2 separate regions of the Oryctolagus cuniculus genome follow, and region 1 is linked to region 2. The links are chromatin contacts, called in public Micro-C maps. All regions are on one chromosome and are shown on one strand. The core of a region is the stretch at or near the end of the contact, and the rest is flanking DNA. Distances in the headings are between cores, read along the strand shown.

What was found. Hi-C and Micro-C count contacts between places; a contact is called where the count stands out from the background.
Region 1: a Micro-C map of ear pinna shows a contact between it and region 2, with 3 times the contacts expected there. The contact joins the promoter of TMEM275 here to the promoter of EFCAB14 in region 2. A contact is called at or near these places in 2 of 6 Hi-C or Micro-C datasets (ear pinna and an unstated tissue).

Annotation. Positions count from the first base shown.
Region 1 is chr7:126,271,640-126,275,649 of mOryCun1.1, forward strand. TMEM275 (transmembrane protein 275) reads left to right here and starts at 1,584. Exons shown (of 1, transcript XM_051856516.2): 1 at 1,584-2,911. The coding sequence starts at 1,703. The coding sequence ends at 2,242.
Region 2 is chr7:126,086,760-126,090,850 of mOryCun1.1, forward strand. EFCAB14 (EF-hand calcium binding domain 14) reads left to right here and starts at 2,040. Exons shown (of 10, transcript XM_070078553.1): 1 at 2,040-3,209. The coding sequence starts at 3,025.

The DNA.
Region 1 (4,010 bases), core at 334-2,833, 180 kb after region 2:
CAGCAGAGGCATGGCCTGCAGCCTCAGCCTGAGACCTTCCCAGGGGCAGGAAGACCCTGCACTACTGAGTGCGCTGGAGCAGGGGTTCAAGGGGAGGTCTGGAGGTCTCACAGCCCACCCCGTCAGCTGTCTGTCTTTGCCAGGGTTTGGGGGTCTCTAACTGCCTGCCAGCTTGATATGGAGTCCCAGTAGAACCGCCAGCTCTCAGCGTGGTGACAGGGGGAGGGAACCCTGGAGTCCCAGCTTGGGACCAACCTGGGGGAGGTCCTCCAGGGCCACTGACCTGCTTGAGCCTAGCAGAGCCCCACCTTTGTCCGTAGTGAAGGAGCTGAGCCGCACCTCCCTGGCCCCGCACTCATCCTCACCCATGCAGCACGCGGCTTCCTCGGCCCTGGTGCGGTGCGGGCTTTGAAGGTTCCTCCACGCAGGGAGTGGGCAGCTTTGCTGCTGCCAAAGCGGTCCTGACCGACCTCCCAGGGCCAAAACTTCTCGATTCCCTTCTGTGTCAACCACAAGGATGAAGTTGACTTGTATTCAAGGTGGCGTTGTGGGTGACAACGCTGAGCACAGCATGTGGGGCCACTGGTCCTGGCCAGCCCCCTGTGCCTCACCCCACCCCCACCCCACCCCACCCAGGCCCCTTGCCTGCTGTCTGTTCACAAAGCTAACACAACTTACTAAGCATGATCTGGTCCTTTCGAGGGCCTTTGAGCTGCCATCTCATGTTACAGAAAGGAATTCTCATACAGAAGCCTGAATCCCTGCACTGGGATGACATTCCTCCGGCTTCTGAGGAAATGTGCAGCATTCTGCAGTCCAGGCATAGATCCCAGAACCAGGCGCCCCTGGAGAATCCTAGAAAGGAATTCTGGCGTCCAGTGGTGGGGCTTCACATCCAGGTTCCACAGCAGAGCCCTGGGCGGTGGAACGGACATAGGCTTGGCATCGAATAGAATGCCCAGTCCAGAAAGGGCCCCGGGGATCTTGGGTGTGCTGCAGCCCGGCACAGCCCCGCTGGGGACTGTCGGCTCCCACTGGACACCTGCAGCAGCGGGAGGTCCTCCCTCTCAAGGGCCACTCACTCAGGGCCTCGTCTGATGTACAAGAGCATTGATGTCACTGCTGTCCCTACCAGAGCCTGCTGAGGGCAGCAAGTCATTTAGGTCCTGGCCCACGATCCTGAGAAAACTACCTCTGCCCCGGGCTTGTTTCTTCACCTGATGGAGGAGGGGCTGGACCAGAGGATGTCCAAGGCCTCTTGCACTTGGGGAGCAGGGTTGGGGGGTGTTCTAAGTCCCAAAAGTGGCCACCTGCCCTCTAATTAGGACTACTGATGAGGATTCTCGTTTAATGAGCACCTGCTGAGCACTTACAGCCATTCACTTAACCCAGGAAGGCTGCCTGGAGGTGGAGGGACTGCAGCTATCTGGGAGGCCAGAGGAAGTGGGGAGGGAGAGAAGACTGCGGGAACAGGGGCTTTATGGACTGTGTGGGGAAGCCATGGGCAGAATCTCGCCATATGGAATGAGCTGTTGCTTCCTAGAGGCAGGGGGCTGGCCAAGATGAATGTAGCCACAGAAGTGAGTCTGGGGTTGGAGACTGAGTCGCCCCGCTGACTCCTCCCTCTTGCTGTTTGCCCACAGGACGACCCTGAACTTGGCGGCAGGAGGCCACTTGATGCGTGCCAGGAGGGCGCAGGCCAATGCCGCCCGCGGAGAAGAAGAGCACGGGGCCCAGGGCTCGGGCCCCCACGGGCCGCGCTCAGGGCCGGCTACCCGGCCTGCCTTCGCCCGCACTGTGCTGCGCCTGCGGTCTGTGCGTGCTGCTGGCGGGCGTGAACGTGACGCTGGTGGGCGCCTTCGCCTCCTTCCTGCCCGGGCACAACGCGCCGCTCGTCGTGGGGCCGGTGCTGCTCGCGCTAGCGCTGGGCTTCTTCGCCGCCTGCTGCGTGTGTAGCCGCCGGGGCCCAGCGCCCCGTGCGCGCTCGGCGGCGGCCGCGGCGGACCTAGGCCGGGGCGGCGGCCGCGCCGGGCCGGTGGCGCTGGAGATGGAGAGCAGCGAGCGCACGGCGCAGGACACCACGGCCGTGCAGCTCAGCCCCGCCGTGTCGGCCGCGTCCTCCGGCCGCTCCAGCCCGGGCCCGGGCCCCTTCGCCCTGGACGCGCCGGCGCCTGCAGCCATCTGCGCGCCACGCACCGAAGGACTTCAACTCAACCTGCCCCGGGAGCGGGCCGCCCCCTAGCGGACCGGGCCCCCGGCCGGACTCCTCTGCCCGGCTGCTCTCCGTTTAGTGCTGTTTAAGCACTTACAAGAAAATGTTTTTCAGAAGGGCACAGGTGGCCTCCTCTGTCCCGTCTCCGGACCTTCAGCAGGGGACAACGTGGTGATGGCGGAAGGACTCGCGTCCCTAAACAGGAAGCGAAGCCTTGGTCCCTATGTGGGGCTTTTGGGCCCTACTTCACCTCGTCCCCCTGACGATGCAAATGAGTCCCTGAACCCTGAAACTCTGACTTCAGCCCCTCCCCCCATGGCATTTGGGCACTGAACCAAGACGCCTTCATGCCAAGGGAGTGGGAGGGAGAGGGAGAGGAGGGAGGAAGGTCAGCCAGGGCTGTACCTGTCCCTGCAAACCGTGACAACGCCCTCGCCTGCCCCTGCCACCCGTGTCTGTCACAGCATGGGATTGGGATTATCAAGGGCGGTTCTGGCTTGTGCCAGTATGGTCCGTAGGCTGGAGCTGCATTGAGAGCACACCCTCCCCTCTCTCTGACTCGGGGAGCAGGGCTGGGGGGTTCCTACAACCCTGAAGGTCTCTGCGCAACCCTCACTGTCCACCCGCGGCGACCAGGCCACACCATCCGTTCTCCCGGTGCCTCCTCAATAAAGCACCCTTGGAGTCTGTGTTCTGCAAGCCTCTGCCTGAGCATCCTGGGTTCTGGGCTCGCTCCCACCTGTGGCCAGTGGCTTCAGTGTCCTAGCACCGCACTAGCTGGAGACCCAGCAGGGGAGAGCAGTGGGTGACTGTGGGCACAGGTTCGGTGGCTAGGGTGGGGGCAAGGTGAAGAGAGAAATGCGACTGTGGGTGCAAGTCCTGGCTCAGGTGTGAGGTTTGGGTAACACTGGCCTCACACATGTAGGGGAGTGGGAGGTGGCTGTGGTTGTGGTGGAGGACATTGGCTCCCAACAGGGATGATAAGGGGACAAAGGCTCCCCAGGGCTGTGCAAAGGCCAATCCCTTCTTCCGGCCTGACTGGACATGGCCCAGCCTATGGTCTGTCCAGGAAGCTGAGGGCATCTGGTGGAGAATAGGGACCACATTGGGGGGGGGGGTGGTTTCCAGGCGCTGCAACGTAGCAGGTAAAGTCACCATCTGCAGAGCTGGCATCCCATGTAGGCGCTGGTTCGAGTCCCAGCTGCTCCAGTTCCTATCCAGCTCCCTGCTAGGGCCTGAGAAAGCAGTGGGAGATGGCCCAAGAGTTTGGGCCTCTGCACCCATATGGGAGACCTGGAAGAAGCTCTTAGCTCCTGGCTTTGGCACAGCTCTGGCAGTTGCAGACATCTGGGGAGTGAACCAGCAGATGGAAGACCTCTCTCTCTCTCTCTCTCTCTCGGCCTCGGCCTCTCTCTAATTCTGCTTTTCAAATAAATAAATAAATCTTTAGTTAAAAAAAAAAAAAAAGAAGCAGCAGAAGAAGGAACAAGGGGACAGGGGACCAGGAAAAGGTCCTGCAACTCTGGCCCACCCCTCCTGTCCCTGCAGGGACCCAGGCCAGCGCGAGGGTAGCACGCATTGCAATACCTGCTGGGGACCATGACTCCCCAGCTTCACCGCCTCCCCAAGATGGGCCCTGCTGCTCTTCTGCCATGGCCCAGGCACTTCCCACCAGCCCCAGAGTTCTGTCTTCCCTCAGCTGACCCCGTCTCTACCCCTCCCCTTGAGCCGCAGGAGAGACCGAGCAGGTCAACTCTATTGATTGTTGCGGGTCAGTGGGCACTAACCACTGAAGCAC
Region 2 (4,091 bases), core at 790-3,289:
GAGCCAGCTCCTCTCTCACCTGGGGCTCCTGGTGACCACAGGATGTGTTTGTGAAATGGTTGCTGAAGTCAGAACCCTGACCTGTCCATCCCCAGTCCTGCAGGGAAGTACTCGTGCACAACTGTCCAGTCCCACATTCTGGGATGCTGGAATTGTTCCATTCTGTGCTGCCTGGTAGCCACCAGCCACATGTGGCTACTGGACACAGTGGCTAGTGAAGCTGAGGAACTATTGCCAAATTTCTACATCATTTCAATTAAGTTAAATATAAGTGGCTGGGGCCAGCGCTGTGGTATAGCAGGCTAAGCCTCCACTGGTGGCACCAGCATCCCATATGGGTGCCGGCTTAAGTCCCAGCTGCTCCACTTCTGATCCAGCTCTCTGCCAATGGGAAAGCAGCAGAAGATGGCCCAAGTCCTTGGACCCCTGCACCCATGTGGAGACCCAGAAGAAGTTCCTGGCTCCTGGCTTTGGATCGTTGTGCCCATCTGGGGAATGAACCAGCAGATGGAAGACCTCTCTCTCTGTCTCTCCCTCTCCCTGTTTGTAACTCTACCTCTCAAATAAATAAATAAGATCTTAAAAAAAGAGAAAAGTGGCCATGTGTGGGTAATGACTACTGTTTTGGGCAGTGCAACTCCAGAAGCAAAAAGGGACAATGCAGATGGAACTGCACCATGACCGGGGGCTTCCAAGGTGCTGCCACTATCATCTTCTCATCATCTGTCCTGTGAAATCAGTGGTCATCTCCATTCTGCAGCAGGAAAACAATGCATTCATGCTGGCAGAACTAGTGTTAGGTTCATGATTTACTCCCGGGCCTCTTAACTCCCAACCTCCACTCCATGCTCTATGCCGCACCGCCCACTTATGCAGTCACCACATATTTGTAAGGTCTTTGTCACTAACACCTTAACCACTTCAAGTCAAGTTAGATCCAGACCCAGGCTTTGGTTGGGAATTCTCAGACAAGGGCTGTGTGTCACAAGAGATTACTTCAAGTGACTCTTCTATGGTTCAAAGCACGTTGCTTTAAATATCATTCATATCTGATGACATCTCAATTTCTACTGCAGGTCCCAGTCTCTACCCAGAACCCCCAGAGGATATAGCATCTACCTGACATCTACATTTGAAAGCTGAATTGACTTCCCAAGCTTGCCCCATACCTGGCCGACTCCATCTCAGTTCCACCGTCTCCCTCTTATCCCCATCTCAAGCCCCTGAAGTCATCCATGACCTTTTTGATAATTTGTTTTTGATGCCTTTCATCTAAGGCATCAGCAGACATTGTCTGCTCTGTCCTCAAGAAGCATCCAGGACGCTCTCTCCATCACTGCCAGTCTCGCCTATGGCCTCCATCTCCAGCTGCAGAAATCGAAAGAGAAAATACGGGATGCCCAATTAAACTTGAGTTACGGACAATCTTTCAGCATGAGCATCTCCAGATGTTGCATGGGATCTAGTTACACTAAAAAGTTACTCGCTGTTTATCCAAAGCTCTAACTCTACTGGTGTCCTTGTGTTTTTATTTGCTACACTTGCAACCCTATACAGGCAGTATTTTGTTCACTGGAGTATCGCCGGCTCTAGAAAACCTCTGACACGTAGCACTCATTAAATATTTGTTGGATGAATGCGTATGCTCAACTGGGTCATTAATCTGAAAGACGCCTAAACTTTTAGTAAACAGCCTGCGAGTCAGCGGGGCGGCGCCTCTGGGCTGGGTTAGTCCAATTCACAACCGGGGACCAGGGAGGCAGAGGAACTCTCCAAGCAGGTGGCCCAGCTATTTTGTTTTGTCTACCCCGCCCCCGCGCCTCCGGAAACCAAATTCGGGCGCGGCTCAGGTGAGCTCAGGTCCCGGGCGGCGCCCCTGGGGGCGGGGCCTCCCTAACCGGCGAGCGGGACGCAACCCTGGTCAGAGTCAGGGCCCCTTTAACGCCCCGCCTCCCACCTCCGCTCGCGCCCTCCGGCGTGACGTCACCCGGCGAGCAACCAATGGGGGCACGGCTTACTGGCAGGCGGTGCCGGCGGCCGCTGCCAAGGGGGAAGTGAGCTGGGGCTGGAGCGATGGCCCGGGTCTGGACCCCGCGGCCGCCGCCGCCGCCGCCGCTGCTGCCGCCAGCCCGTCGAGAGCAGCCGCGGCCGGAACCGGAGTGGGGCCGGGAGTCGCGGCTGGCGTGGGAGCGGCGCGTGTGAGTTGCCGAGAGTCGCCGGTGCCGGAACACCTCAAACTCTGGGCGGGAGGGCTTCAGGTGAGCTGAGCCGCCTTCGCCCCTCAGCACTGCGCCCCCCAGGCCCAGACAGCAGGGCTGGGGGTCTCCCCTGTCGTGGGACTGGCTCCTTTCAGGCCGGGCCCTCAGAGTCGGGCTGCGGGTCGCCCTCGATCTCGGGCTCTCTTCAGACTCAGGTCGGAGACGGGAGGACCGGGATCAGCCCAGACCCCAGCCGGCTTCCCGGCCCCGGCATTCTCTGGGCGGCCGGGAGCCCCATCCTGCTCCCACCTCTCCAGACTGGGAGGGACTGGCGAGTTGCCACTGGCTAGCTCTGCACCTCTGCAATTCAAGAACAAGTTTCTTTCCCCGGATCTCCAAAATAAGTAGCCTGTGTGTTCTTCCCCGGCTTTCTGAGGACACTTAGAAGTATTGTCAGGGCTGAGACGCTCACGTTCTTGACTTGGATTTGTATCCGCTGTGGGAGATAGGTTGCCCCTCTCCCCCCGCCCCTTTCCACTCAGTGACACTCCATGCCCATTCGGATCACAAGCTCCCCGGCCATCTCTATGTGATCTCTCCCATCCCACCCCCACCCCGCCCCCAATCTGAGTTCCAGTTTCCTCTGGGCTCCAGTCTCCAGCCCCCAGCGGTTCTGGTCAGTCCCACCCCTGGGTGGGAGTGACCAGGGGGCTCTGGCCCAGGATACCCCACCCTGGAAGGCAGCTCCAAGGCAGCAAGGGAGTTGGGCGTCGGATACGAACCTGGCAGCTCAGGAGTGGCCGCTCCGCTCACCCCGCACAAGAAGATGAAAAAACGCAGAGAGCTCAATGCGTTGATCGGCTTGGCTGCGGACAGCCGGAGAAAGAAGCCCAAGAAGGGCGCCAGCAGCCACCGCCTGCTCCGCACGGAGCCTCCGGACTCGGACACGGAGTCCAGCTCTGAGGAGGAAGAGGAATTCGGTGCGGCTGGAAACCGCTCCCGCTTTGTCAAGTGAGTGAGGCCGCGGTAGGGATGGGCTGGGGACTAGGCAGCCCCTTCACTCTCAGGAGGGCGAATTGTTGGGAAGGGAAGAAGGGTGTAGCTAGACCTTGGAAGGCCAAGGTGAAAGGCGCTAGGCAGGAGACGAGCTCCCGTCCTTAGGTGTGGAGAGAGGCGCTCTGAGCCGAGGGCGCATGTGCAGACCTGGGGGTGTGCCAAGAGCCCAGGGAATCATAAAGGGACGAACAGAGACAGCGAGGCAGCATGCTCTCACTTAGACAGCTCTTAAACATGTCGACACAGGGACTTCCAGACTGCAAGCCGTTTGTTTCCTGTGCCCTTGATGAAGCTGAGTCCTGAGAAGATGGGGAGGATGTAGTATGGAAGGCACAAGCCGGGGCGAGGAGAGGCAGGCAGGCTTTTTCCCAGGCCATTTCTAGGTGGAGCGGTCATGAGCTTTGTGGACACTGGGCATTGGGGCTCACAGTGGGAGAGATCTGAGGGAACCTTGAAGGTGCGCCTGGAGCCTCTCAGGAGGAACACGGAAAGAGGATTCAGCCGAGGCTGTGGAAGCAGGAGCTAGGCGGAAGGTTGGTGCTGAAAGACTTGAATCCTCTGGTAGGAATGTCTGTGTGCTTTTATGTTGTTAGATTTTGGTTTCTTCTAAGTAAGTGTCAGATCGGATAGTTGAGGGCTATCCAGAGTTGGAGCTATGAAGGCGCAAGGATGTATTAACCCCAGGACAGCTACCCTGGCAGCTTGGTCTAGACGTTGAGGGCTAGTTGAAGTTTGGTGTGAAATCTAGCTGCTTTCTGTTTCCTTCCTTCTGAGCCAATAAGCTAGAGTATACCAGGTGTGTGCTTCAACCTGAAGATCCTGTTTCTCCCATTCCGC